2 separate regions of the Mus musculus genome follow, and region 1 is linked to region 2. The links are chromatin contacts, called in public Hi-C maps. All regions are on one chromosome and are shown on one strand. The core of a region is the stretch at or near the end of the contact, and the rest is flanking DNA. Distances in the headings are between cores, read along the strand shown.

The links. A called contact is a pair of places that touch in the nucleus more often than the background predicts.
Region 1: a Hi-C map of bone marrow-derived macrophages shows a contact between it and region 2, with 20 read pairs. The contact joins two enhancer-like sites. A contact is called at or near these places in 1 of 484 Hi-C or Micro-C datasets (bone marrow-derived macrophages) and 1 of 115 datasets of contacts at active chromatin or transcription factors (microglia).

Annotation. Positions count from the first base shown.
Region 1 is chr12:99,786,067-99,792,854 of GRCm38.p6, forward strand. All of the region lies in intron 5 of Efcab11 (EF-hand calcium binding domain 11), which reads right to left. Among named protein-coding and RNA genes, the nearest start is that of Efcab11, 94 kb to the right of the region's middle. Within about 2 kb of position 3,690, at least 98 of the 459 cell types and tissues checked have an H3K27ac peak or open chromatin away from gene starts, as enhancers often do. A contact at or near this core is called in bone marrow-derived macrophages, where this site is marked.
Region 2 is chr12:99,517,389-99,524,084 of GRCm38.p6, forward strand. It overlaps a transcript of Foxn3 not described here. Among named protein-coding and RNA genes, the nearest start is that of Gm26839, 43 kb to the right of the region's middle. Within about 2 kb of position 1,948, at least 52 of the 459 cell types and tissues checked have an H3K27ac peak or open chromatin away from gene starts, as enhancers often do. A contact at or near this core is called in bone marrow-derived macrophages, where this site is marked.

The DNA of each region.
Region 1 (6,788 bases), core at 2,440-4,939, 270 kb after region 2:
CACCACATGCACTTGTAGCAAATTTCCTCTGTGTTGTGGCTTTCTTTTGAAGTGTGTCATATTTCCATCCATCCCTTGAGAGCATCCATTGGACTTCTTCCATATGCCTAGAGATCCTGAGATTAAGTGACCCCTATCCAGAAGAAGTTCACAGCCTTGGAGGGTAAAAAAAATGAACCGTCAAGTTCAAGAAATAATGAAAAGTGAACAGGTAGCACAAAATGGGAAATTGTAGGCTTAATCCTCATTGTATTTAAGGGGTAAGAAAGCCAGCTGAGGAGCCTCCTGACTCAATCACGATGATTCTGTTTTCCAAAATGCTTGTGTCTGACCATGTCAGCAGGGACAGTGCTGAGCACACTGGGACACAGAGAGTGTCCAGTGCCTGTAGGAAAAACTGTCATACCATTTACTTCCAAAGAAATGTAGCCGGGCTGTGGTGGTGCATGCCTTTAGTCTCAGCCCTTGGGAGGCAGATGCCAGCAGATCTGTGAGTTCAAGGCCAGCCTGATCTATAAAGCGAGTTCCAGGACAGCCAGAGCTACATAGAGAAACCCAGTCTTGAAAAATAAATAAATAAAGTGGGTGGCTTTGTGTTGCTCTTGCTGAAACTTTCTTCATCACTGGCCATCTCCCTACAGGACATACTATACAACAGGGGAAACTGCAGAATTAAGCAGCGCACTCTAACAGTAACTTTAGAGAAAACAGACCATGACGCAATTCGAAAGCAAACGTAAAGCAGAGCATGTGGCTCATACCTATAATCCTAGCACATAGGAGTTAGACACAGGAGGATCAGGAGTTCAAGGCCAGCGTGGTACACATGAGACCCTGTTTAAAGATATAAAACTAACAAAAGCCACATGCGACCTTGCTCTGGCACTGGGGATGTTCTCTTCCTTGCCAACCTTGGAAGCTCCTCACCCTCAGTAGGCTGTCCTCCAGCTTATTCTTGAATTTCTTTCAGGCAAAAGACTATGCAACATTTCAATGTGAAATAAAACTTCGGCAGGCACTAGGGCTCCACGCTCCTCCCAGTAGCCTCACCTGCTGGAAGAGGTGGTGAACAGCCTGTGGCTGCTTTCCATTTCTCTGTCTTTCCTTCCATTCAGACCATTTTCCTCTCTCTGAGGAATGGGAGTTCTTCTGTCCCAGCCACCCGAAATCCCCCTGCACATGACAGGTGTTTGTGGGCAAGGATGCACATGCGCCCATTTCTGCTATTGTTTCTGTGAGTCTCAATGAATATGGCTGGGTGCAGAAAAAGGACCTAGGGTATAAATTTCTAAATGTTAAATACTATGCCTGCTTTTGAAATATTTCTGAAGATGCCTACAGAGCCGTGTGTTAGACAAGTAAACACTATTACCATTTCACAAATTTCAAAGAATCCCTTTTCATGAATTTCACACATCTTTAGTCCTAGGTAAGACATGAAAAACAAGACCATCAAACTTCTCCTTAACTAATTCCCATACTGCATGATTTCATTCTACTGCTGAAGTCTAGTTTCAAAGGTTACTCAATACATACAGTGGCGAACAGTTTGTTTGTTGGTAACTTGTTCCAAATACTGTGTAGAAAATTTCTGTCACTGCACCCTGCCTCACCCCACTTAGCTAATTTTGAGTGTTCTCGACTTCCAGCTTCAAAAGCCATCGTCATGACCCAGGAAACTGTCAGTGGAAAGGCAACTAAGAATGCCAAGGATGGGACTGATTGTGGGGACATTGTGGAGCCTCCTGAATGACCCCACTATTCTCTCTAAAGCAACTCCTTTCCTGTCTATTTCCTCCCTGCCTGGCACAGGGTATTGAAATGTAGTGTCTTACTCATGCTAGGCCACTATTCCACCACCGAGCAATCTGCCCACCTTTCTTTACTTTGAGACAGCATGTCACTAAATTGTCCAGGCTGAACTTGAACTTCTAACCGTACTACCATAGCCTCGAAAGTAGGCTGGAACACAGGCCTGTACCACCTGATACCCATTTTCTTTAACATTTTACAAGGAGTCACATGACTGAAACTCTCAAGTCTGCTGCTGCTGGCAGTGTTAGGGGCATCCTTAGAACCCAGGGGGCCTTGGCCTATTCTTGCCTCCAGGATTTCTGTGATTCTGGAGGTAGATGGCACCCAAAAGCTCCAGGGCTGCACTCTGCCACTAAGCAGAGATGCCACATGCCCTACCTGGGACTACTGTTCAAATTATTAGGCACCCTTGCCCTAACCATCGACTTAGAGGTGTCTCACACTAGAGAGAACCCAGAAATTCTGGCCCTTGAGCAGAACAACACTCTTAACCCGGGTTGATGAGATTGTGAGTGGAGGCCTAGAGCTGCTGCAGGCACCGTGACAGCCTCGGGGGGAGTTGGTCCAAGATCACAGTGAGGCTAAGGCTGAAAGAAGGAAGCCCGGTGGAATTACAGCCAAAGCTAGTCTGGACGATTCAGCAGACAGAGCCAACAGACGCCTTTTCTCACTTAAGGTGAATAAAGTTAAACTGACCACATGTTATACTCAGGAAGGTGACAAGCTGGCTCAAAATTGCATCAAGTTCATATAGGTCACATTGGACAGAGCCACTTTTGAAAGCAGGTGTTGTTAGAGAATGACGGGTGAACCATCCAGTAGTCTGATGGGGACAGAGGCATGGAGAAAGGGAAGGGGCACCTAATTTGAAAAGGAAGGTTCTTCAAAATGTTATCCAGGCTACAATTCTGCCAGGCTGTTAGTAGACTTGAGTTTCAAAAGAGATGGAGTTTTCAATCATAGAAGTTCATTCGTGGTGTAAGTGATAATCAGAAATATATCTAAAATAGAACATACCCCAAATGGCATGGTGGGATAATGGCCCCTTCTGGTCTCCCTCAGATCTCAACCACCCGCACGAAGATCCTGTAGCTCTCAACCCCAGCTAATCCAATGGTCAGGGCCACACAGTATAAACCGTCTCTCTGGTTTAAGATTCTTAAGATCAAGTCCCACACGCTGGGGATAAAACCCTTGTGGTGGTCTAGGAGGCCTACAGGACAGCTGTGTCTGTCTTCTCAGGGTCTCCCTCCTGTAGACAGTATCTCCTCTTCCAAGTCTTCCTAGCAATTCCCTGAAGGCACAGGAGGGTGCTTCCCCCCAGAGTCTCACACACAACTCAAGTCTCTTGAGAAGCCTGCCCCAGGCTCAGTTCATTGTTCCCACTATTTCTCCAAGCCTTATCCAGGTCTCTGCTACACCACGGCACCCTAGAGAAGGCACACTGACCTCAGGTTCCCTGGTTTGCTCACTCACAATTGGCTCTGGAGGCTGGCAGGTAGAGACCACCCATAATGATTCTCACCCCAGGTCAATTTTCCCCCTGGGCTGTGAACTTAAGTGTGAAGTGGGGAATCTGATCTACTTGCTTTCATCACCAATTTGTGGGGTTGAATTGCTCAACAATCCCTAGAATTTTCCTCTATTTGGTTCCTTGCCTCAGCCTTCTCCTTCAGGCCAGCACCTGTGTCTTTGACAGACAATGTCTCCCTTACCTTTGATGCTCTGTGACTTATGTAGAACTCAGGGCAATACCCAGTCCTCTAGAGGCCTCCCCACTACCGGGAGTCCAGACTGCTGCCAGCACAATGATGCTGCCATGGGGCATTTTCTGAGACCTAAAGGGCCATAAACAACACAAAGGAGGAAGTGGTGACTGGCAGAGCTGGCTGGGGACTCTCAAGGCAGCAGGCTCCCTGTCAGTGTTTTCGGCCAACAGCTCTGTGACTGTGGCTTCTAAAGAACTTCCCCTGCATGGCCTGGTTTGTTTTGAGATGGGATCTCACTATCTGGCCCGAGCTGGCTCCAAACTTGTGATCTGTGCCTCGTTCACATTATTCTTTGATTCTCTCTGTGCTTGCATGACTCAATAAGCACATGATTAAGCATTTTATTTAAATAATGCACATGTCTCTGGTAGAACCTGAGGAACTGTTTATTTATGTGTTTGTATGAAACAGTTAAATCAAAATACTAACATTGAGACTAGCTCCACTGAGGAACGAGAGCCTGGACAGGTTGGAGAAAGGGAAGAAGTGGCAGGTATCTTCAATGATGCTCTGTAATTCTAGGGACCTCTGAGGGAGGAGGACACCCCACCCCCTAAGGCTGATCCTGGTTCAGAAAAGCAGAGAAAAGTGTCCTGTTCCACCCCCCCCATTCTTTCTTTAACACTGTTAGAATCCACAGGTTTAAAGTTAGTCACACAAAGGCTTAAAAGTTGTCCCGTGGACTAGCCTGGGAAGGAACTTAAGCTACCACTTAGAGTCAACCTCCCAAACATCCAGAAAGCAACCCATTCTTCGCTAGAGGTTCTACTTCCTTTGTTTCTACCAAGTGGGAAAAATTTGAACCAGCCTGTAGTAAGCGTGCTATAGCATTTATAAGCGTACCTCAAGATAAACCAGGCCACACAGTTAAAGCCACACTCCTGAACAAGCTGGAGCTGGGAGCTCCCCCAGCTCACCCCAGCACTGAGTGAGCTGCCAGCCTGGGGCATCCGGGGAGGCTGGGTCCTGTCACCCTCCACGGCACCTCCTTGTTCCAAGTGTTCACATGAAAGTTGACATTTGCTTATTTTTTTCTGTAGCCAAGGAAAGGCGAACCTGCAAGCCAGGGCTAACTACTCTTCGTCCCCAGCCTTTGAAGCCCATTTCATTTAAGTAATTGGCTTCCCTCACAGGGACCAATTAGAAACCAGGAGGAAAACGGGATTCAGACCTTTCACTAGCCTCTCCGAGACTGAAACCCGGATAGAGCCTGGCTGCTTCTTTACAGAAACAAACATGTGCACATTAGGTCTCATTAAGTCATATGCTAAGGAGATGTAAATATGACCAGTGACATTAAAATATCTCCACGGTCCCTTCCCTCACTGCCACGCTTCGGAGTGTTCAATTCAGCTTGGCGAGGAATATGACCCACCAGACACCAGAGATTCCACTTTGCTTGGAGGGAAGCAATGGAATATAGTCTTTAAAAAGGGTAGCCAGGAAGATCCAAGTGGCTGCCAGAGTGGTCCCCTCCTGCCGTTTTACTCTCTAACTTCTCGTCACTACTGTGACTTCCATGAGGCTTGCATTATACTCCTAGGGTTAAATGGCCTGGGCCTGGCATGGTTAAAAGCATGAGTTTTAGCATCTAAGTCTGTGCGCTGTCTAAGAGACCATGAAGAGTCACTCCAGCGCTCTCTGAGTCCCTGCCTCTTCAACACACATGGGGGCGGTGGTAACGGCCATGACCAGGTGCTGCAAAGAGTAGGTAAAACTCAGAGAACATCTTATCTAGTATGTTGTATGACAACATCATGGTAGGACAATTCACGGAGAACCTAGTGCCTTTACTTGCAAGGCCAGCCTTGCGGAGCAGCAAGCAATCACCCCTGTGCTGCTTAAATAGAAATGATCCTCACAGGCCCATAGAGAGTGACACTGTTAGGAGGCGAGGCCTTGTTGGAGCAGGTGTGGATTTGTTGGAGGAGCTGTGTCAGTAGGGATGGGCTTTGAGGTCTCAGATGCTCAAGCCATAGCCAGCGTGGCAATCTCTTCCTGCTGCCTAAGGATCCAGGGGTAAAACTCTCCTTCTCCAGCACCATGTCTGCCTGCATGCGCCATGCGTTCTACCATGATGATTATGGACTAAACCTCTGAAACTGTAAGCCAGTCCCAATTAAATGTTTTTCTTTATAGGAGTTGCTGTGGTCATGGTGTCTCTTCACAGCAGTGAAAACCCTAAATAAGTGATGCCGGTGGAGAGCTCCCGTGGGCCTTTTAACTAATCGGTCAGCAATCTGTAACTATTCTCAGGGGCCACAGGAAGCTCACATTGTTCAGGAGCTTGAGGAGCTCTGTGGATTAGATGGCAGATAAAACTGTGTGTCAGTCTTCCACTGCTCTAATGAAATGTCCGTGAAAGCTGACTTAAAGGGAGGTCTCAGGAAGTCTCGGGCCATGGTTGCTTAGGATATGCCAGCTGTAGGCCTGGGCTAGCCCAGCACTGTGGCAATGCATGTGGAGTGTGGGGAGAGGAGGCTGTCCACCTCAGGGCAGTTGAGAAGCCAGGAGAAAAGGAGGGAGGGCAGGAAGAAGAGAGGGAAAACGGCACAAGGCAGCAACTGTCAGTAAGCACCTTGTGGCCACAGCCCCCACTTCCTCCACATTCCCAAAGGACAAACACAGGACCCCACGGGCTAGCTTGTGCAACATGTTTGCTAATTCCAGGGACCTTCTTCGCCTTCTGTTAAGGACCATGCTTTCCACATTTGTCCTCAAGAGAGCCATGTTTCTGGCAGCATCCCATCCCTTTTGAAAAAAAACTTAGAAGGATTTGAAGGATTGGAGAACTCAGGCTCCCTGCAAGAGGCCATATACCACAGGCTCACATACGGAAGCAGGGGGTCCCAGGAGCACGAGGGCCCAAACAAGGGGCTGTGCTCCTGAGCACGGGGAGCAGCATGAGTTTGAGCAGACGTCTGTGGGCTCTCGGGGCCCTCAGTTCTCTGCACTGATGCAGGTGGATTCAGATGAGGGACTCGGTAGGTGGCAAAACCCTTTTGCCTTCTGGCTGGAAGGTTCTGGAGAACCCAGAGATTTAAGTAATCAGCACAGCAGCTTCCTGTCACTGTGGCCCCATAACTTATTAAACAAACAAGCGAAACGGTCTAAGCTAGGGAAATGGCTCAGTGAGCGGGAGGAAGCCTTTGCAGCGCAAACCTGGTGACCTTAAGACCTGAAAGCACACGGGTGCTGCCCAAG
Region 2 (6,696 bases), core at 698-3,197:
GGGCATAAGCAGATGTGAGGCCTCATGCAGACATAAAGGGGACATCATTTCTGATGACGGTAAGAACCAGGGGTGCAAAGGATGATGGGAGGTAGGTACTAAATGCGGGGAAGGAATTGGGAAACAGAACTGTGGGAGCTTGGTCTGGCCACCATGGGAGACAATAATAGCAAGAACATGTGACCTGGTGGCTTCCGAGCACAGTGGAGATTTAGCACGAGGAGCAAGCAAGAGAGAAAACAAACAAACAAACAAACAAACACCCAACTGTCTGATAGAAAGGTAAGATTTGATTAATTGCTGAATAAGTTACTATAGAATGAGTCATATAGAACACATTATTCTATAGCCTAAATTATGATAGCACCTCAGCAATTGTAGAATAAATATAAAAATGAAGATAATGAATGATAACTCTCCAAACTGAAGGGCTGTAATGCTTCTCCAAGGACCCAGGGAATCTCTACCAATAAATGTTCACAATGGAAGTCTGGTCTCTGAGTTGTGTCTAGCTTTCTCTCACTTAATAACTAATCCCAGACTGACTCAAACACCCTCCCGTCAGTGCTAAAAGGGAACGCTTACCTACCACAGTCATTAATAATGCATGGGAGGACGCAGGTTCCTCAGTCGACAGGAAAAGCATAAAGAGACCACACTCTCAAAGAACTATTGAAGGTGATAATGATTCATTGCAGTTAAATGTCTCCAAAATCCCCCCATGGAAAGACTCACCCCATCTCAGCCGTTACTCGGTGAATTCTCTCTCCCCACAGAGCGTCTGTTGAAGCCTTAGCAAGAGAGCTTCGGAAACAGTCTCTTAGAGATGTGCTTGAAGTGAGAGCCCGCTCAGCAAGGCACACCCTGAGTGCTGCACGCTTAGCATCCGTCTAAGAAGAGAAGCCACCCATGGAATGGGGCAGAGGGTGATTACGGGAGGGAATGGAGGGATGGAGCGATTAGCCATTGGGTGCCAAGGTTTTATGGTTGGCATATGATATGCTCTCCACAGGATCCTGTGCTTAAATACTTGGTCCACATGGGGCAGATGTGGGACTAATTCTTAGATGTGGAACACGGCTGAAGGACGTAGGTAAGCAGGCAATCGAGGAAGCTTAGTTAGTTAGCCTGAGCTCCTTCCAGTCTTGCTCTCTGCTTCCACGGGTAAGGGAAAAGCCCCTGTCACTCCCTCCCACTACCACAATGCTCTGCCCAAGCACAGGGGTGCAAGAGACCATGGAACAGACTCTCAGAAACTGTGAGTCAAAACTAAGCCTCACATTCTCTTTACTATTTGGGCCCCAGTAAACTAGAGTTGCTGACGAAAACAGAAGCCAAGAGGCGCGGAACGTTCTCCACAGGTCCCTGTGGTCACCTGGGCAACCCTGTTGGCACCTTGGCTTTGGAATCCTGGGCTCCAGAACAGTTCACACCTGGCAGTCCGAATGCTCTGTCCCGGAGGCACCAGGAAATGAATTACTACACACCTGTGCAAGGCACAACACTGAAGGACAGAGCTGGGCTCGCCAGATGCTTAGGGGAGTTGAGCTTTGACCTCCATCTTGCAAGTCCCTTCCGAAACAGTCTCCGAGACCTGATGTCCTCCTGATCTTTGAAATGAAGGATTTGGGTTGCATGAGCCCCGAAATTGAAACTCTCTTTCCAGTATCCACAAAGACGAGACTAAACCAAGCCCCCCCCCAAAAAAGTAGAACTCGGGGTCCAAACGCTAGAAAGCCATGGTCGAGCAGAATCCGAGGAGAAAGTACAGAGGAAGCATAATTAGCAACGCCGGCTTCGTTTACCATATGCCACACAACAACTCCATCTACACGTCAAATCTGGCCTGCAGCCCTCATGCCACAGCGAGTTAATACAAAGAGACGCAGGGAGCCGCCAGATGCAGAAAGCCACCGCTGAGGGCTGTGCGGAGGAGCTCCATGCAAGGACACTTCCTTTCCTGAGCCTGCTCCAGTCAAGGTCATTCAACCCCAGCAATGGGAAACCCGCTGCACAGAGGAAGGGGAGAAAGAAAAAGAAAAAGAAAGAAAAGGAAAGGCTGGCCTCGAAGGCAGCTCTGGGCCTCAGTCCAGGACACTGGCATGAGAAGCTCAGGGCTGGCAAACAATCCTCACCAGGAAAGAGCAAGAAGAAGTCCCTAGACAAACCTCACTCTGACACACACGCTACCATTGTATCTCCCCCACCCTTAAGTAAATTGTGGCTGTCAAATTACACCCTTTCATTTCTGCTGCTGGTTCATTGAAGAGAGGCTAACAGGGAAAGCCTAGAAACGTTTGTACTTCGTCGAATTTTTTTTTTTCTTCAAATGACCTAATGTTGTGGTAGGAAACTGCTGCTGGCTCATGCTGGGGAGAAACTTAGCCCTGTCAGCATTTAATTATTATTTTAGCACCATTTCTTTACTTTCCTACAGGGAAGAAATAACTTAAATTAAAAAAAAAAGAGGCAACAAACGGTTAGCTTTTAGCCTTAGGAGACAATGTCTTTTGGATCCTGCTTTGTCAAAAATGGCTGGTTCAGGACACGGGCATGTCACAGGGGGTATCAGCTCCAATCTTGCAACATTGAGACCATGACATGGAAATTCTATTCAGCCTGCTAACATGGGGGGATGGCATTATCTGACACCCGCCCATGTTAACATGACCCAGTCATGATAGCCACCTTTCTCAAAGTCCTGCTGCCCCTCCCCCAGGGCTTTTGAATGGACTCCATGGCTCTCCTCTCCTCTTCCTCCTCTCCTTTACTTTCCACATGCATACCAAGTTCCCTCCACTGGGAAAAAGAACAGGAATGGAAAGGGAAGAATGGTGTGGTAGATGTGACTGCCAATCAATCGTGACCCAGTAAGCAATATGGCAGCCAAAAGGCCAGATATCTGGCTATGTTCTCTAAAACTAGTTTATCTTTCACCACCAATGATCTGGTTGGTCACATTATGTACATGGGAGACCATATGTGTACATGTGGCATGAGCCTGGGGGGTCAAGAAGGGGACACCAGACCCTCTGCACCGTGCTAAGGGTGGTGCTAAGTCATCTGATGTGGATGCTGGGAATTGAACTCTGGCCCTCGGCCTGTGTAATATGCCTTTTAACTGCTGAACCATCTCTCCGGGGCCTCTCTCATCTTTAATCGCTTTTTTTTTGTGTGTGTGTGTTTTCATTTTTTTTTTAAATTAGGTATTTTCCTCGTTTACATTTCCAGTGCTATCCCAAAAGTCCCCCATACCCACCCCCACAATCCCCTACCCACCCACTCCCCCTTTTTGGCCCTGGCGTTCCCCTGTACTGGGGCATATAAAGTTTGCAAGTCCAATGGGCCTCTCTTTGCAGTGATGGCCGACTAGGCCATCTTTTGATACATATGCAGCTAGAGACAAGAGCTCCGGGGTACTGGTTAGTTCATATTGTTGTTCCATCTATAGGGTTGCAGTTCCCTTTAGCTCCTTGGGTACTTTCTCTAGCTCCTCCATTGGGGGCCGTGTGACCCATCCAATAGCTGACTGTGATCATCCACTTCTGTGTTTGCTAGGCCCCGGCATAGTCTCACAAGAGACAGCTATATCTGGGTCCTTTCAGCAAAATCTTGCTAGTGTATGCAATGGTGTCAGCATTTGGAAGCTGATTATGGGATGGATCCCTGGATATGGCAATCACTAGATGGTCCATCATTTCGTCACAGCTCAACATTTTGTCTCTGTAACTCCTTCCATGGGTGTTTTGTTCCCATTTCTAAGAAGGGGCAAAGTGTCTACACTTTGGTCTTCGTTCTTCTTGAGTTTCATGCGTTTAGCAAATTGTACCTTATATCTTGGGTATCCTAAGTTTCTGGGTTAATATCCACTTATCAGTGAATACATATTGTGTGAGTTCCTTTGTGATTGGGTTACCTCACTCAGGATGATGCCCTCCAGGTCCATCCATTTGCCTAGGAATTTCATAAATTCATTCTTTTTAATAGCTGAGTAGTATTCCATTGTGTAAATGTACCACATTTTCTGTATCCATTCCTCTGTTGAGGGGCATCTGGGTTCTTTCCAGCTTCTGGCTATTATAAATAAGGCTGCTATGAACATAGTGGAGCATGTGTCTTTCTTACCAGTTGGGACATCTTCTGGATATATGCCCAGGAGAGGTATTGCGGGATCCTCCGGTAGTACTATGTCCAATTTTCTGAGGAACCGCCAGACTGATTTCCAGAGTGGTTGTACAAGCTTGCAATCCCACCAACAATGGAGGAGTGTTCCTCTTTCTCCACATCCTCGCCAGCATCTGCTGTCACCTGAATTTTTGATCTTAGCCATTCTGACTGGAGTGAAGTGAAATCTCAGGGTTGTTTTGATTTGCATTTCCCTGATGACTAAGGATGTTGAACATTTTTTCAGGTGCTTCTCTGCCATTCGGTATTCCTCAGGTGAGAATTCTTTTTTCAGCTCTGAGCCCCATTTTTTAATGGGGTTATTTGATTTTCTGGACTCCACCTTCTTGAGTTCTTTATATATATTGGATATTAGTCCCCTATCCGATTTGGGATAGGTAAAGATCCTTTCCCAATCTGTTGGTGGCCTTTTTGTCTTATTGATGGTGTCTTTTGCTTTGCAGAAGCTTTGCAATTTTATGAGGTCCCATTTATCGAGACTGATCTTACAGCACAAGCCATTGCTGTTCTATTCAGGACTTTAATCGCTTTCTTATAATTGAACTTTCTTTTCTTTTACAAAAATGCCATTTCATCAATGTTACAAGAGATGAGAACCTCGACTCTCTTTTTTTTTTTCCTGCTTTGTGTTTTGTTTTGTTGCAACAGAACTTCATGTAGCCCAGGCTAGCCTTGAACTCTTGATCCTCCTGTATCTCTCTCCAAATTCTAGGATTACAAATGTCCACTGCCCTCTTGGCTAGAAATCCCCAGGACTCCATCTGTCCCTCCTTCCTGATGTAAAGTTCTGTTCTTTGCTAAGCTGGGGACACTGGATATAGATAAGTGACAGCTGTTGAATTCTCAGCAGTTACTGTAAGCGAGCTACAGTGTTTACTGCTGAGGGTCCCATTCCATACAAACCTGGACACAGAGTGGTACCCAAGAGATGATGTGTATGCAGGCAGAAAGCTAATCGCTTATCAGGACATGGAGGGATTCTGGTTAGCAGGACATAATGATGAAAGTGGTCCCTGACTGCTGGTCCAAATGATGTTTTGTGCCACCAATATGCCTGACTTCAACGAGAACTTGAGACTTCCCCCTAAATCCACCTTCCACTACGTCCTGTCTTCATCTCTTCCACCTCAGTAAACGCCTACCTTCTATCCAGGCCTCTGTTTCCCATTTCAACCACCTAGAAAACTTTCTTTGTCTTCCCTATTTCAAACATTCACCTAACACTGGACTAGAAACATTGTTCCCCTGGCCGCCATGAACACAATCTAGCCTCCTTCTGAGCCATTTTGCACAAGCCAGACATGGAATGCTCTGAACCTAAGAGCCTGCCATGCCATTCCCATGCCAAGAAATGGCTTCCCTGGGAGCCAGACTGAATCCAAACTCTCCTAACGCCAACCCACCTGATCACCTCTGGGGCTCCATTCCATTCTCAGATTCACCCATTCATTGTACGCTCACTTCCATAAACAAGCCAAGTCCCTCCCTATGCCCTGGCTGAGGCCTTTGAACTAGCTGTGCTCTTAGCATAGAAGTTCCTCTTTCTACTCCTGCAAAGGATGTTCCTGAATGTGTAAGGCTATAAGTGTGTCCTCAGAGGTGGCCACTAGGAATTATATTCTTCATTGCTTCCTATGACAATCCACTTCTGTTCTTCTTGTTTATTTACTAATGACATAGAATCTCCTTACTGGCAAGGGCCCTTCACTCCCTTTAACTGCTGTGACCCCAACAACTAGCACAGTATCTGGCACCAACTGAGAAAATTCAATTTAAAAAAAGATGAATGAATGGTTTGTTATTCATTGCCCAAACAAGCACATGTAACAGAAAAAGGGGGTGGGAGCTACTATATGCATTTACACATAATGAATTCATGGGTTTCTTACATCTGTTTTGTATTGTGTTGCTATAACAAAACACCCGAGACTAAGTTATAACATAGAGAGGTTGGTCGGCTCATATTTTGGTAGCTTAGAAGTGAAAACATCATGGCACCACACCTAATGTGGCTCCTAGTCACATGGGCCTTCCAGGGCAAGAAGCTGAAAGCCTTTCACTAGGATTTTCGTCTTAAAGACTTACTACCCCTGGACACTGTTATGTTGAAGATCAAACTTCTAAGACATGAATACCTGGGGACCAGCCAGATCAACAAGCAGACCAGGCTGTTTCCTAGACGACCTCCGAAGTGAGATGCACAGTATCTAAAAGACACCATTTCTTGTTGGGCCTCTCCCTACACACACACACACACACACACACACTATAACCTGAATTACTTACTGACAGCAGAGGGATAAGAGGGCTGGATGTGAGGGCTAGGACCTGTGCTCAGATCAGGAGTAGACAGAGGTGACGGAAGTCAGGATGGTCTTCCGTGCAGAGGAACTGTGACAAGTCTCCCTATGTAATGTTGTCAGCCCTGCTCAGCCATGCAGCCATTAGCAGTGACCCTCTGTGCTCATCTCCCTAGGAACCATGGCTTCCTCTGTGGGCTGTGTCTTTATT